Regions from separate parts of the Mus musculus genome. Here region 2 is linked to region 1. A link is a contact called in public HiChIP or PLAC-seq data. All regions are on one chromosome and are shown on one strand. Each heading gives the region's core, a stretch centred on a gene start, on an enhancer-like site or on the middle of the called end of the contact. The rest is flanking DNA. Distances are from core to core; before and after follow the strand shown. Region 1 overlaps Sbno2 (strawberry notch 2). Region 2 holds the start of Fam174c (family with sequence similarity 174, member C).

Evidence for each region. HiChIP or PLAC-seq counts read pairs in DNA pulled down with a chosen protein or histone mark.
Region 2: a contact with region 1 is called in an HNF4G HiChIP or PLAC-seq map of pancreatic cancer cells. The contact joins the promoter of Fam174c here to the enhancer-like site in region 1. A contact is called at or near these places in 7 of 39 promoter capture datasets (the 3T3-L1 cell line, 3T3-L1-derived adipocytes, the C10 cell line and 4 more), 1 of 15 datasets of contacts at CTCF or cohesin (the NIH/3T3 cell line), 11 of 484 Hi-C or Micro-C datasets (CD4 T cells, CD8 T cells, the G1E-ER4 cell line and 7 more), 6 of 115 datasets of contacts at active chromatin or transcription factors (CD8 T cells, the HPC-7 cell line, effector CD8 T cells and 3 more) and 2 of 9 other capture datasets (adipose tissue and liver).

What each region holds. Positions count from the first base shown.
Region 1 is chr10:80,066,541-80,073,888 of GRCm38.p6, forward strand. Sbno2 (strawberry notch 2) reads right to left here. Exons shown (of 32, transcript NM_183426.2): 5 at 5,817-5,978; 6 at 3,428-3,511; 7 at 3,071-3,167; 8 at 2,742-2,896; 9 at 2,319-2,452; 10 at 2,145-2,235; 11 at 1,788-1,931; 12 at 737-854; 13 at 291-396; 14 at 10-163. Among named protein-coding and RNA genes, the nearest start is that of Gpx4, 17 kb to the left of the region's middle. Within about 2 kb of position 4,826, at least 215 of the 459 cell types and tissues checked have an H3K27ac peak or open chromatin away from gene starts, as enhancers often do. A contact at or near this core is called in 3T3-L1-derived adipocytes, the G1E-ER4 cell line, the HL-1 cell line and 8 more, where this site is marked.
Region 2 is chr10:80,169,635-80,176,982 of GRCm38.p6, forward strand. It overlaps Fam174c (family with sequence similarity 174, member C), which reads left to right and starts at 3,310. Exons shown (of 3, transcript NM_027207.2): 1 at 3,310-3,540; 2 at 4,575-4,691; 3 at 5,183-5,485. The coding sequence starts at 3,332. The coding sequence ends at 5,183. It overlaps Cirbp (cold inducible RNA binding protein), which reads left to right. Exons shown (of 7, transcript NM_007705.3): 2 at 174-282; 3 at 382-488; 4 at 568-706; 5 at 791-872; 6 at 1,060-1,130; 7 at 1,348-2,021. The coding sequence starts at 180. The coding sequence ends at 1,364.

The sequences.
Region 1 (7,348 bases), core at 3,576-6,075:
CCAACTTACCAGCCGGGCTGCCCGATTATAGACCTGCTGGAAGGCAGGGGACAGCGGGATCTCCTCGATTCGGAAGGTGACCCCTGAGAAGCTGAGCTGGCGAGCGATGTACATGCCGCTGACCTTCATGTCCATCGCCACGATCTCCATGGCACCCACGCCCCTGCAGGCAGATAGAGCGAGCCTCTGAGCTATTCACCCCATGGGAGCCACAAGGCAGAGCACACCACATATGCACAGGCCACGACCTGGCAAGGCCAGTCACCCCCATAGGCAGAGATAGGGCTCACCTCTTCTCAATGGCATGCAGGAACTCCTCAAAGGTCCGGAAGGGTGTGCCCTCACCCCAAATGCCCAGCCGGCTCATGTATATCATGTTGCGGGGCTCAGAGGCACCTAGGGGTTGGAAGCAGGACACTAAGGCCAGCAACTCACCACACAGCTGGGAAGTGCTGTGGGTCATATGGAGGCAGAGTGGGGTACAGTGCTGCGGTCCCAGAGACTCGGGGCCAAGGGAGGGGAACTGAGGTGCTGAGGAAGATGTCCAAGGGGAGGCAGGCTTAGACACAGCAAGCTCCATATCCGCCCCAGGTGCCAAGCAAAAACAGGGCACAGATCCAATCTTGTGCAGTCCACTGTGGCAGGACACCCCCCATCCCTGTGTAGGTGACGGCACTAAGAGGCCATCCACGTGACCAGTTTGCCCATCCCACTCAGCTGTCACCCCACATCTCACCTGTGGCACTGGCGTACACCACCCTAGCCTGGGGCAGTTTGCTCTGCAGGTCCAGCACGGCCTTGCCCATCTTAGTGGAACTGGCGTTCTTGGCTTTGTGGCACTCGTCAAACACAATCTGAGACACTCTGGGTTAAGGAGTTTCCCAGGAGCACAGGAGGTGTCCCCAAGCACTTATCCCACAATGCAGCAGAGGGAACTGGGGAAATGTGGGGGGACTTGGGAGTTTGAGGACCACTCAATACTAGTTAAAACGGTGCTAGGAGCGGGTGGCATGGGGCCCAGGGGCAGCCACGCTTGCTTAGCATGCATGAACCTCCCTCCAGGTTCCATGCTCAGTAGCACACAAGCCAGGCCTAGTGGCTACCTTGCCATGACAAACCCTGCTGTGGCAGACCCTGTCTCAAAAAATAGGGGGTGCACCAAGGAGGGACACAGCTTAGACTACACAGAAAAACTCTCAAGACCGAAGGCCAAAGTACCCAGAAGAGCACGAGAGTGGGAGAACTGTGCTGAGCTCTTGCCACAGCAGCACAGAGCCTGTGGGCCCAACGCCCACCACTCCTGGGTCCCTGGGCACATCCCTGGAGGACCAGTGGCACCTGCCAGTGGCCACATTGGGGAGCCCCAGAATGGACAAGCTCTGTCTAACACTGCCAGCCTTTGGTGTGCATAGTAGTCACACTGTTCCCAACAGTCACTCCTAATACTACAGAGAGTCTGGCTGCCTACAACCACAGGCTGGCTGGAAGCAGACCAGGAGGATGTAAGGGCGACGTGCGAGTCCTGCTCTATGCTCAGTCCCCAATATCAGAATGGCTCTGAAAGGGGCTGTGCCAGGCAGAGGTGAAGACACAGGCCTACTATGATGGGGCACTCCTCGCTGGTCAGTGCATGCCAATGCCTCCGTCTCCACCTGGGCCTCTCCTAAACTGAGCCTCTCACATTCAACACCCACTCAGTACAGCCCTAGTCCTTCAGCTCTGCCCTCTCCATGCCCATCCATCCACCCACCCACCCACACACCTATCCATCCCTGGCAGCAGGATACCACACCATCGAAGCCCTCACCACACCACTGCAGGATCTGGCGGAGGCGTGTGCGATGCTGCCCACCTGCCTGGCTTTCTCCAATCAGGGCAGAGTAGGTGGCAAAGAGGACACCCTCTGAGGTAGTGTTGTCACCGTACTTGATCTGTGGACACAGGTTCAGACATGGGGATGTGTTCAGGGGTTTCCCTGGCTTAGACTACCTCTTGGGAAAGATTCCTTGGCATAGCCAGGCCACCCACAAGCCTCCATTTTCCCCCTGATAAGGGAAACCTAGTTCAGCTGGGACAGTTCCCTGCCTCAGTTCTTTTCTTACTAAAGGGGTTTGGATTCAGCTGGCAGTCTGTGCCTGGCCTACCTTGCTCAATGCATGCACTGCAATGCCTGGGGCCTCAATGTCTCTCAGGTCCCGTTCCGCATCATACTTGAGGTCATTGGAGGCACTGAACCTACGGGAGTCGCCTGGTCAGGAACGCCTCCCTGTCCCACCCTATGCCACCTACCCGCTCCACTAGGCCTGGCAGGTACTCACCACAATGCCTTCTTCCGGCCCCGCAGGTAGTTCTCCACTATGATGCCAGCCACTGTGCGGCCCTTGCCCACGCCGGCCCCATCCCCAATCAGAAAACCAGCACGCTGCCCACTGGGCAGCAGGACCTCGTGTTGCTGTGGTGAGCATGAACAGAGGTGGGTCAGGCCTGTGTGCCTGGCACCCTCCTTATGAGCTGGGGGGGGGGGCGGGGCGGGGAGGCCTGGCACCCTCCTTATGAGCTGGGGTGGGGGGGGCGGGGCGGGGAGGCCTGGCACCCTCCTTATGAGCTGGGGGTGGGGGTGGGGGTTGGGGCGGGGATGCCTGGCACCCTCCTTATGAGCTGGGGCGGGGGTGGTGGTGGGGCGGGGAGGCCTGGCACCCTCCTTATGAGCTGGGGCGGGGGGGGGGGGGGAGGCCAGCTACCTGGCAGGCATAGGTGATGGCTTCCAGCTGTAGGGCAGACAGGGTGCTGTTGTCTGAGGTGGGTAGCGCTAGGGTGTAGGTGATGTCCGGGGGTGGAACACTGGACAGTGTGCTGGTCTCAACCACACGGTCTGGGTGTTGCTTTCCAATCTTGGCTGGACAGGGGACAGAGGGCAGGCAGACTTGGCACATGACAAAGGAAGAGTGGCCAGCAGGATGCCATTCATCCACTGCACACACAACCTGCTCCTGACGCCCCACACTGTGGATGATGAACCCACCCGTCTTCTTAGTGGTGTCTCCGTGCCATCCCTGGCCCAGACACTTACACTTAGATGGTACATAGTCAGCATAGGTCTCAGCATGGCCCAGTTCCTCAGTCTCCTCCTCTTCCTCCCCTTCTTCCTCCTCAGGCTGGCTGTGTGACTATAGGGGGTGGGTGACAGTTCAGGGGTCTGGTCCACATTGCAGTGATCCAGCTTCCCCAAGGGCAGCAGGGATGCTGCACAAAGTGGCCCCAGCACACTGACGTGGCTCTGCCCTCAGCCCTAAGGTGGGGTCTCAGTTTTCCCAACTGTAAAACGGGTAGGGCATCCCAGCACCCAGGCTGCCCAGGGCATGGCACACTGGAGATGCCTTCGGAGTATCTCTAGATCCCCAGGAAACACTGCAGCCACTCAGATCACCTGATAGCTGATGAGAAGTGGAGTGCTGGAGAGCGAAGTCACCGGGTCTTCAGGAGCCGAGAATGGCCCACTAGGTATGAACAGCTGTAGGGGACAGCAGGGCAGGGTGTGAGCCATGGCCTTCTATGGCAGTGTCTGTGTCCTTAGACAGGGGACTGCTCAGCCTCAGGGACCAAAGCCTTGCCTGACTCATCCTGGGACCTGGCAGACCATGGTAGGGAGGGCTGACAACAGTCTGTGTCTCTGTGGCACATGGGAGACCCCAAGATGGTAGCCCCTGGTCCAGGGAAAAGTGGACAAAAGCCAGCCAGATAGTCCCAGGATGCAGACTTGGGCCCTGAGGGCTGGGCAAATGTCCTTGGGAGTAATCTGTGCTAAGGAACTGCCCTACTACCTGTGTGTGTGTGGGGGGGGGGGGGGCTGAGGGCCTCCTCGGGGTGAAGGTTCTATTGTGAGCAACAGAGTGAGAATGTCCCCAACACTGTGACCAAACTGCAAATGTCCCTCTGTAGGAGATATGGATGGACCACAGTGCTGACCAGGTCTGGACAAGTGGTGTGGCCTGGCCTGCGGGCTGAGTCTAAAGCCACTCAGGGTACATGGCTCTCTTTTGCACACTGATTCTCAACTCCTCAATCTAGAGACATACAGATAGATTTTAAAGATTTATTTTGTACATATGGGTGCTTTCCTTACATGTATATAAAGCACACTGTGTGAAGGTAGTGCCTACCGAGGCCCGAAGAAGGTGCCAGACCCCCCGAAACTAGAGTTACAGACGGCTGAGCTCACCATGTAGAAGCTGGGGACAGAGCCTGTGTCCTCGGTAAAGGCATCATACCCCTTAGTTTGTTTGTTTTGTTTTGTCTTTTTCAGACCAGGGTCATGTAGCCCAGGCTGGTCTTCTCAAACACCCTAACGAGCCGAGGGTGACCCTGAACTCCCTGTACCTTCTGAGTGCTGGGATTACGGGGACAACACCACACCTGGGCCATCTGGTGCTGAGGACGGAGCGCAGGGCTTGGTGCATGCCAGGGAGCACTCTCCCCACTGAGCCACAGTCCCTCTGATTGGCAGCACAGGGACAGCTGCTCAGCCTCCAGCCCTAACCTGGAGGGCTTGCTTCAGATGCAGCATCCTTGAGGGGGGACAGGAGTCTCTGAGGCACTTCAGGCACAGTCACTGTCACATGTCCCTTGCTCTGCTGGGCACAGGGCCAGGGGTGTTGAAAGCCAGCGGAAGCTTGGGAAGGTTACAAGTCCACACTCAACCCTCCTGCCTTGTTTTTTTTTTTTTTTTTTTTTTTTTCTTTCTTAAATTAACAAAAACCCAAACAGACTGTGGAGGTTCCTGGAAGGCTGAGTCATGTTCCGGGCTGGAGCAGCACAGGGTGTTGGGTTTCAGATATGGCTGTGGCGCTTGGTCCAGGCAGCCTGGGGCCCTGGGCAGGATAGGCAGTACCCTGTGGCCTTGATCTCATAGCTCCACACAGTAGGGGGTGGGGGACACACAGGGACTGCCGGTCCTGCTGGCTCTGCACCAACTGCACTGTCAGCCCTTAACTCTGAGCTGTATGGCACCAAGGCTTCCTTCCTGAAGACTCCTGGGAGCCTCCCTAACTTACACTCTCAAAGTCTAGAAGCTTCCATCTAGAAGACCCTGGCAAGGCCTAGTCCATGCCAGGAGCTCCCGACAGAGTAACCATACATACCTCCCAGACACTGTTAGTGTCCCCTGGGGGCAAAAATAACTGCTGGCTAAGATCCCTCTAGGTCAGAGTCCTGCACACCCGGAAGCCTCTGTGTCCCACAGTCACCTGCCTGCTGAGTGGGTGGACAGAGAGAAGTTGACCCCAGAAGCTAGGGTCCCCTGAGAGACACTGCTTGCCTCAAAGTGGCGGTCAGTCACAGTAGACCATCCATCAGGTCCACTGAGGGTGGAGAGCCTGGGATGAGAACTGGTGACCCAAGCTACCTTTAGAGTCAGACATGCTGGCACACACCTGTCACCCCAGGATTCAGGGACTGAGATAGGTGGATTGGTAGCCCAAGGGCAACCTTGGCTAAAAGAGTAAAGTTGACACCAGACTGGGCTATGTGAGATCCTGGCTCAGAAACTAAATGAAACCAAACAAAAATAAACTCAAACTGCTTTCCACTCTCTCTAGGAATCGCTGTGTTCCTAGCAGGTATACAACAGCTGGGACCCAGTATGGGGCATGAGGGGACATGGGGTATGTGGAGGCCTTTAGGGCTGTGGGACTGGCCCGCCAGCCTGGGGTATAGGACCCCTTATAACCCAGGCCTGAACACACTGTTGTCAATCACAAGCTCTGCCACCTGTCCACCTGTGTCACCAGAGTGCCCTTGGAGGTGCCCTGAATGCTGACCTTGTCATGGGTAGTTGAGGTGGTGCTGACATCCCAGATGGTAGGCACCTCGTTGAGGCTGTCAGCCTGCAGGAAGTCAGGTGTGTCTGGGATGTCTGACAGGGAATCCACAGATGAAGAGAAGACAGAGGCATTGGAGAGGTCCTCGAGGCATGAGGGGTCCTAGGAGACAGGCAGCAGTGACACAGTGGCCAGCTGTGTGTGCACTCAGGGTCCAGGCGAGCAACCATGTGTTCCAAGTATCACACAGCCAGGAACAGGACACCACAGCATGGAGTGACCATGAGGACATGGCGCTCAGTGAGGGCAAGACACGCAAGGCCGGCCACACAGCGGGGACTCCATAACAGAAAATGTCCAGACTAGAGAACGCAGGCATAGCAAGTGGCTCAGCATTCCCAGAGCTGGGGAAGGGTGGGGTGATGGCCACGACGACAACATTAAAACCACAGGAATGTACAGTTTAAATGAACTATGGAATATGTATGAACCTGAATAACCACGCTGTTTACTTTGTAGCCCAGGCTGCCCTCAGAGTCACTGCAGTTCTCCCCCAGCCTCCTGAGTGAGCCACCACGCCAGACAGACAGGAGTCCTTTCTCCACCCTGAGTCCCTGAGAGCACCTGCAGGCTGGGATTCTCCATGTCCCAACCCTGACGCATAAGGGACCTCTGGAGGCCAGGGTGCCGCCCCTGAGGCCTGCGCCTGGGCAGTCACCCTGTCTGTCTCACTGTGCCTGTGTCCCACAGCAGCCGCAGCATAGTACTCTTCAGTTCAGGATCAGGTAACCAGAGCGACCTGTCCTGCTGACGGCTCCCAGGAAGCCCGGGGAGCATCGCCTTGGCAGGGCAGGAGGCCAGGAAGTCCCACAGGACTACAATCAGGACCAGGGGTAAGCTGCTGTGGAGAGTCCATTTACACACCCTCCCCCCAGCCTTGACAGTGAGCACTCAAGGGTGCACAACAGGCTCCCCAGGCTCTGCCTGAGAGACACCCAAGGTGAACGGGTGCTTAGAGGCCAGGGAGGATAGGGCTATGCTGAGTGAAGGGGCTGTCCTGAACCTAGGTAACCCGTTACAGGTCACCTGCTCTGCCCCAGGAGACAAGAAGGCTAAGTGACTAGGCAACGGGGTTTCAAGGCTTCAAGGTCAGAAGAGACAGAAGAGCCCTGAGTATGGCCCTCAGCCTACCCAGCCTGGTGTGAGGCTGCCATCCAGGGCTTATTTTCTTAGACTCAGGAGTCTTGGTCCTGGGTAACTGCCCATCTTCTCTGAGGGTTAGCATGTCCAGGGCCATTTGGTCTTACCCAGAAAAGGGGAGGCAATTGTCTGGGTATCTAGTGACTTCCTAGGGAACCCCAAGTGACCGTGGGTTGCTATGGGGCTGGGTTCTATAACCCCCACCTCACAGGGCACTATGACCCCATTGCAGAGGTGGCAGCCTGCATTCAGGGGACAGGAAAGGACCTGATAGGCTTTTGAGACCCGTTTCCCCATTATATACTAGGAACAGACTTGGACAGTCACAGCCT
Region 2 (7,348 bases), core at 2,060-4,559, 100 kb after region 1:
GATCTGACAGCATCAGAGACATATATGGAGACAAAACACCAGTGCACATAAAATATGTTACTCTTTTTTTTTTTTTTTTTTTTTTTTTGAAAAGCATATTCTTAAATATGCTATTTGGCTTCAGTTTCTGGAAGGGGTGGTGGTTAAGGCAAACATCTATGGTGTGTGCATAGGCTGCCATGGCATCAGATGAAGGCAAGCTTTTCGTGGGAGGACTCAGCTTCGACACCAACGAGCAGGCGCTGGAGCAGGTCTTCTCCAAGTATGGGCAGATCTCCGAAGGTGAGTCTTGGGTCAGGATCATTGTTCTCGGCTTCTACTTGGGGGTGGGGGTGGGGGGCAGAGGGCTGACTGGGCACATCTAATGTCTCTCTCCTGCAGTGGTGGTGGTAAAGGACAGGGAGACCCAGCGATCCCGAGGCTTTGGGTTTGTCACCTTTGAAAATATCGATGACGCTAAGGACGCCATGATGGCTATGAATGGGAAGGTGAGGATCAGGTCAGCCAATTTACCTTGGATAGGTCTGGTGTGGAATCGGGTACAGTGACCCTAACTTTCTCCTGCAGTCTGTGGACGGGCGGCAGATCAGAGTTGACCAGGCTGGCAAGTCTTCTGACAACCGGTCCCGAGGATACCGGGGTGGCTCTGCTGGAGGCCGGGGCTTTTTCCGTGGGGGACGAAGCCGGGGCCGAGGGTTCTCCAGAGGTGAGTGCTGGGGTGCCTTGGCAGCTGGTGGTGGCACTGCAGCAGGAGTAGGGACTCCCTGACTCTGTTCTCGATCATCTACAGGAGGAGGAGACCGGGGCTATGGAGGTGGCCGCTTTGAGTCCCGGAGTGGGGGTTATGGAGGCTCCAGAGACTACTATGCCAGGTGAGCCAGATGGGAGCCTTGGGGAGGCTCAGCCTCGGTGGTGGCAGCTGGGCCTGGGAGGAGGGTGCACCAGGGGAAGGGCAGACTAGTGTAGGTGGTTTGGTTTTGTTCTCTACTGAGAACCAACTCTTGCCAACTATACCTGGTACGGGGCTGAGCCTGGGTGTCCATGTGTGTCCTTCCACAGCCGGAGTCAGGGTGGCAGCTATGGTTATCGGAGCTCGGGAGGGTCCTACAGAGACAGCTATGACAGTTATGGTAAGTCTAGCTCCAAGGATGCCATCTGAGTGGCTGCGGTTGGGCTCGGTGAACCCTTGTGTCCTCAGAGCATCTTAAGCCGCTCAGCCTTGGGCGCAGCTACCAGGCCTGCCGTACAGGTCAGGGCACCAGGTGCATGAAACCCTGTGCCACCTCCCACGCGCGCGGGCGGAGCACAAGCTCCAGTGACTTTACACTGTCCCGCTTCTGTCCTCAGCTACACACAACGAGTAAAAGCCCTCCGCGTCCAGATCGTCCTTCCATGGCTGTAATTAAGATGGGGGAGCTTCGCTGATCGTTGTGTAGTGAGCACCTTGTTCCCACTTTTGTAGTCCTTTCCGTTCTGACCCGTCAGCAGCCTGCTTCTGACCCAAGATGGCCTCGTGACTAGACCTGTTTTTAAGGAAGCGCTGTCTGTTTTTAAGTATTCTTAAAAACGTTTTGGAAAGCACTTCAGATTTTACTGTTTACCATGAGCCATGGGTTTTTGTTTTTTCTAAATTGTCGGGTTGTGTGGGTTTTGGTTACTCGTTTTTGTTTTTTCAGGTTTTTTGGTTGTGGCTTTTCTTTTTTTTTCTTTTTTTGTGTGGTCGCCCCTGAAGTCTGGCGCCCCACCCCTCCTGAGATGGAATGGACTCGATTTGAGCAAGCCATGGCCCTCCAGCTCCCCAGCCCGGCTGCGGAGTTGCAGCAGGTCCTGCCCATCGGGCACATGTCTCAAGCCCATGGGGAGCATAGCAGTCCGGGAGGCTGTGGAAATGTTTATTTATATTGTCCTTTTTTACCGAAGACATGCATACTCCATCGATGTTGTATTCACAGTGGCTGAGGAATTCTTGTACGCAGTTTCTTTGGCTTCACGAAGCCGATTAAAAGACCGTGTGAAATGAATCTCGCTCTGACCATTTCCCTTTCATTGCCGACACTGAGCTGCGGCTCCGTGGCCAGCAGAGCAGCTAGGAAGGCAGGGCAGTGCGGGAGGCAACAAGCAGCCAAGTGGGGACGGGAGTGGGCAGTGCTGAGGGGCTGCAGGGCGGCAGAGGCCTCGCCCAGTACAGGGCCGGGTGCAGGCAGGGCCAGCGAGGCTGCCTAGCGGCTGCGCCCCGCCAGTTCCAGGCATTCTCTGCTAGCCTCCGAAGCCGCAGCCCTCGGGGGACAGACGCGAGCCACAGACCCTCCGAGACTCGCCCGCTGCTCCCCCGCTAGCTCTGCAGCTGGCCTGTGCCTCGAGGTAACACTTTCGCTCGCGCTCGTGTCGCATCCCTCCGGTTTATAGCTCACTTGGACAGAAACTTAGACTTGGGGTTGACATTTGCTTCCTGGAAGTCTGAGTCAAACTGGTGGTACCTCCCGCCAGTATAACGCGGCCGGCCAGAGCTACCGGGCGCCCTGCCTTTCTGGGCATGTTTTTGGTCCTTGCTTGACAGGCTTTAGACCTGCGCTGCTGCCTTTAGTTTTTGCCCAGAGTCCGTGAAGCTGTTGAGCAGGACAGAGCCCGGCTCTGCTCGAGGCGGGCTGCAAAAGGGCGCTGACGCCCTGGGCATGGCCACCTTGGGACGAACCACTTGGGCGCCGTGAGGGTGGGAGGTGGGAGGGCAGGCGCTGCAGGCCCACAGGGATGCCAAGAGTCACGCGCCTTTGTTTGGCAGGATGAAGGGGAGCCAACCTGAGCCATGGGAGGATGGCTGACTCTGGGTCCTAGAGGGTTCCACAGGATCTGGAGCCATAGACTGCACACAGTTTGCCCGGTGAGTGCCCGAGGTCAAGGCCTGGGGTCCTTGGACACTCCGGGTGCTCAGAGGGTTGAGGGATCCCCCACCCCTAGAAGCTGGACTGGACTTTCCCTGATTGATCTCTTCTCTTCTTTTCCAGGCAATTCCTGAGCTAGCACCTGGCTCGTGGGCGATGCAGGCTTCTGTGGAAAAGATAAAGAAGCTGGGCTGGCGTGGTCGCTGGGACAGAATGTTGTGGGGGCGGGGGGGGGGGGGTTGGGTTGCCTGAATAAAGGGCTGTGACCCAGAACCCCCGACTCTGTGGCTTGGGTCTGAGACGTGGCAGGGATAGGGGTGACTAGGGCGCAGCGGGTAAGAGTCTTAGTGTCCACCCATCTCCATAATAAGGCGCTAAGATGAACAACCCTAGGATTGCGCAGGGCATTGTGGGCGGGGCGGGGCTGTGTGCACTTCCGCCTCAGCTCCGGCATGGCACTACGCATGCTGCTGCTGCTGCTGCTCCTCTGGTGTAGCAACCCTGGTTCCGCTGAAAACTCCAGCCTGCCGGGCCCACCTTATAACCACACAAACGGGAGGCTCCCGGACAGGGACACGGGCTCCGCGGTGCTCCGCTTGTTCTACGTAATCACTGGGCTCTGCGGCCTGATCTCGCTTTACTTCCTCATCCGGGCTTTTAGGTGCGTTAGCGCGGCCAATCAGCATCTAGTGAGTCAGGGGGAGGAGGAAATGGGCGGGAGGGCACGTGATTCAGGCTGCCGACTGGGTTTTTTTGTTTGTTTGTTTTTTTTTTTTTTTTTGGTTTTTCGAGACAGGGTTTCTCTGTATAGCCCTGGCTGTCCTGGAACTCACTCTGTAGAGTAGACCAGGCTGGCCTCGAACTCAGAAATCCGCCTGCCTCTGCCTCCCAAGTGCTAGGATTAAAGGCGTGCGCTACCACCGCCCGGCCGACTGGTTCTTATTCTTGTCTCTTTAATTGTGATTTTAAGGCTGACGAGGTGGGCAGCGACCGCAGTATGGCCATCCTCCTAACTCAGCCTCTCTGGTGGTGTGGTGACAGGGGTGGGAAAAAACGTGCTGTACTGCAAAAACTGCAGAAATTCTTTCCTTGGCTGAGGCTCATAAAAGTTTTGCCTAACACCTGCAAAATGCTGTGTGCTGATACATGTCTGTCATCTCAACACTTGGAACTGGAGGCAGGATGATCAGAAGTTAAGGGTCAGCCTGTGTTGCAATACACTGAATCAAAGAAAAAAGAAACCAGCCTTTCATCTTCCATTTTTTTCTTAGCTGCTATGACAGTGCCTTGTGCTTTAATTAGGAAGCTGTGGCTGGCAATCCAACCCAATAGTATCCATGCCTCTACCTCCGTGGTTTTCACTATGCCAAGAGTTGCTCTTATAGTTTGGGTTTTGTTTTTTTGTTTTTGTTTTTTGGTTTTTTTTTCGAGACAGGGTTTCTCTGTATAGCCCTGGCTGTCCTGGAACTCACTTTGTAGACCAGGCTGGCCTTGAACTCAGAAATCCGCCTGCCTCTGCCTCCCGAGTGCTGGGATTAAAGGCGTGCGCCTCCACGCCTGGAGCACTTGTAGTTCTTATGACAAAGGATTCACATCTGGCAAGTGCTTTGGGGGTGGAGGGAAGCATTGCGTGGGTACCCTGGACTTGGTGTCACCCGTGCTGAAGTTGTTTCTGAGGGTGTTTCTGTCCTGCAGACTCAAGAAGTCACAGCGAAGGAGGTATGGGCTCCTGACCAACACGGAGGAGCATGAAGAGATGGCCTCTCAGGACAGCGAGGAAGAGACTGTCTTTGAAACCAGGAATCTGAGATGGTAGGAAGGACTTCATCACTGAGACAAACTAGCAAGGGACAATGTCTCTAAAAGGGCTCAGGGTCTATCTCAGAGCTAGAATCCCCCAGTGAGGGGCTGGGAGTGTGCCAAGAAGGTGGAGTGTCAATAGGGGTTTTGGAAGCTCTAATGGAAACAGATGTTGGAGGAAAGTGCCACACAGGGAATGTGGTACCACAGAGGGTAGAGCAGAACTGCAATGAGAACAAAGGTGGCTTCCTCAGGGTTCTGAGCAGAGTTGAGTGTCCTGTCCTGGTGATGGCTGCTATAGAGCCAAGACCACAATAGGCACTAGATCTGGCTTTCCAAGGGCCCTGGACACCAACTTTATCATCTTCTGTGGTCTCTTCTCCCTACCCTGGTGGACCTGCAAGGGACATCACCTTCTACAGGCTGGGCTGGGCTGGGTTGGAAGGAGGCCCAACCAGTCCCATCCTTCAATACCATATCTTGTCCTGTTCCTTCCCTTGCAGATGTTGAGATGGAGATGACAGGCTGCAAGGACAAGAGAAAACATGTAGTTCTGTGAGCTCTGATGTCAACCTTCCTGGACAGAGCCTGCACAGGCCCTAGGGGGCAGCATAGAGACCTCATTGAGACTAGCCCACAGACTGGAGGGCCCCAAGGCCAGGCTGATGTGGGCTGCTCCGTCAGCCTGCCTCCTGTAAGGGACAAGAGCATCCTCTGATAAGGTGTGATGGAGCAGGGGGCCTGAGGATCTCTGTGCGCCTTCCTGCTGCTTTGGCAACAATAAATGAAGAGTGGCTTTGTAGCTTATCTGAGACCTCCCCCTTGATGCCACACTCAGGTGTCCTGGTGAAGTGAATGAGGGTGTCATGCCTGGCTGCCCTGCCTAGGACAGGGCTCTCCTGTTCATGTCACTGTCCCTAGAGACTATTCTTTTTCTTTTTCTTTTTTTATAGTATAGAATAGAGTTTATTCGGGGCATGGGGAGGGGAGTTAAGAGGGTAGCAGAGGCAGAGAAAGGCAGAGAGAAGGAGAGAGTAGAGAAATGGGGCCTGGTCATGGCCATGTAGAGAGGGGGGGGAAGGGAATTAGGAGTAAGGGGGCAAGAGGCAAAAGAGAGGCAAGAGGGTAAGAGGGTAAGAGCGAGAGAGACTATTCCAAGGCTCCAGTTATGACACTCTGGCTCAGTGTATAGTCACTTACTGCAGTTTCTCAGGATCCTATGGGCTACAGCTCAGAATTAGCCAGTCACCTGCCTCTCTGGTGCTTAAATTTAGGGAAGAGGGATAGGGATGCTAAGTCACTTGCAGTTTGAGGTCTTAACCTCAGTTTTCCTCAGTGTTGAGTCCACACTGCTTGGTCATAACAACTAATTGCCACCAGGTGGCAGCCACATACCACCTAGCCTGCCTCCCAGCTCCCCCACCCCCGCCCCCGCCCCCAGTTACTCTGGGACCAGGTCTCCTCTATTGGTCCTCTTTCAGAACCCTCATAGTCGGAACTCCTTGTCCAGCTCCTGCCCTATAGGTGTCCAGACTTCTTCCACTTCCATACCCACTGATACTCCCACTGGTCTGAGCTGGGTCCCTGAGGCTGGCTGAGCCTACTTACTATGAGTGTTGGTGTCAGGCTGGGTGTGATGGAGAGCCAAGCCATAGCCCACCCTGTATGTCTCTATCTGCCCCCTTCAGTGGCTGGGTCTCTCCTCAGCCTGGGGTGCTCCCCGCAGGAAACCTCTGTTCTGCTTTCCCAACTTGTACCCAGGGGAATCCAGAGCTCCTGAGTCACAGGTCTGGGGTTCCTGTGCCCTGTTGGTCATTCCCCATCTTTGTGTTATGACTGCTGATATGGGCCTGGTTCTAGTCCCTGGAGCTGTGCCCCAGGCTCCTCAGCTCAGCCATTGCTGGAGCTTCAAAAGAGAGGGTGATTAGTCTAATGAGATCAGGAGAGACCCCAGCCCCCACCCCTGCTTCTGCTCCCAGGGAGGGTGGCCCCACCACCATCCGCAGTCACTGAACCCCAGCATTAGCAGGGGTAATTGGCAGTTCCATCAAGGTTAATGCACTATTAGCCAGTGCTCTTGCACAGCTGAAAGCTGGGAGAAGGGCCTGTCAGGCAAGATGGAAGGCCTTGGGCCCTGGCCAGCCTGTGAGTGCCCAAGGAGTGAGTGTGTGCCCCTGGGGTGAGGAGTGTGAGTGTGTGCACCTGGGGTGGCTCTCAGCACACACACAGCAGGGCCAGGGGCTTGAACTCAGAATGCTGTTGCCACCTGTACCCATCCTGAATCTGAGCCTTGGACTGGCAGAAAGGCTCAGCAGGTGAAGCCACATGCTGCCAAGCCGGAGTTTGATCCCTGGACCCACGTGGTTGAAGGAGAGAACAAACTCCTGTAAATTGCCTTCAGAGTGCCACACCACAATACAGGAAAAAAATAAACTGTCCCCCGAAGCATCATCCCCCCAATATGGGCAAACCAAGCCTCTTGGTGCTCCCCTCGCCCCCAAAGAGCTAGCTGTCAGCTGCTCCATTGGGGACATGGGGGCAAGTGCATGTCACAGACCAGTCACATCTTCTTTGGAAGTCAAGAGTTGACAGCTGCGACCCTACATGGATGGAGTTCCACAAAGGGAAGGCAGGCCAGGGTACTCTGAGTCCCTCTGTAGGGCTCAGGC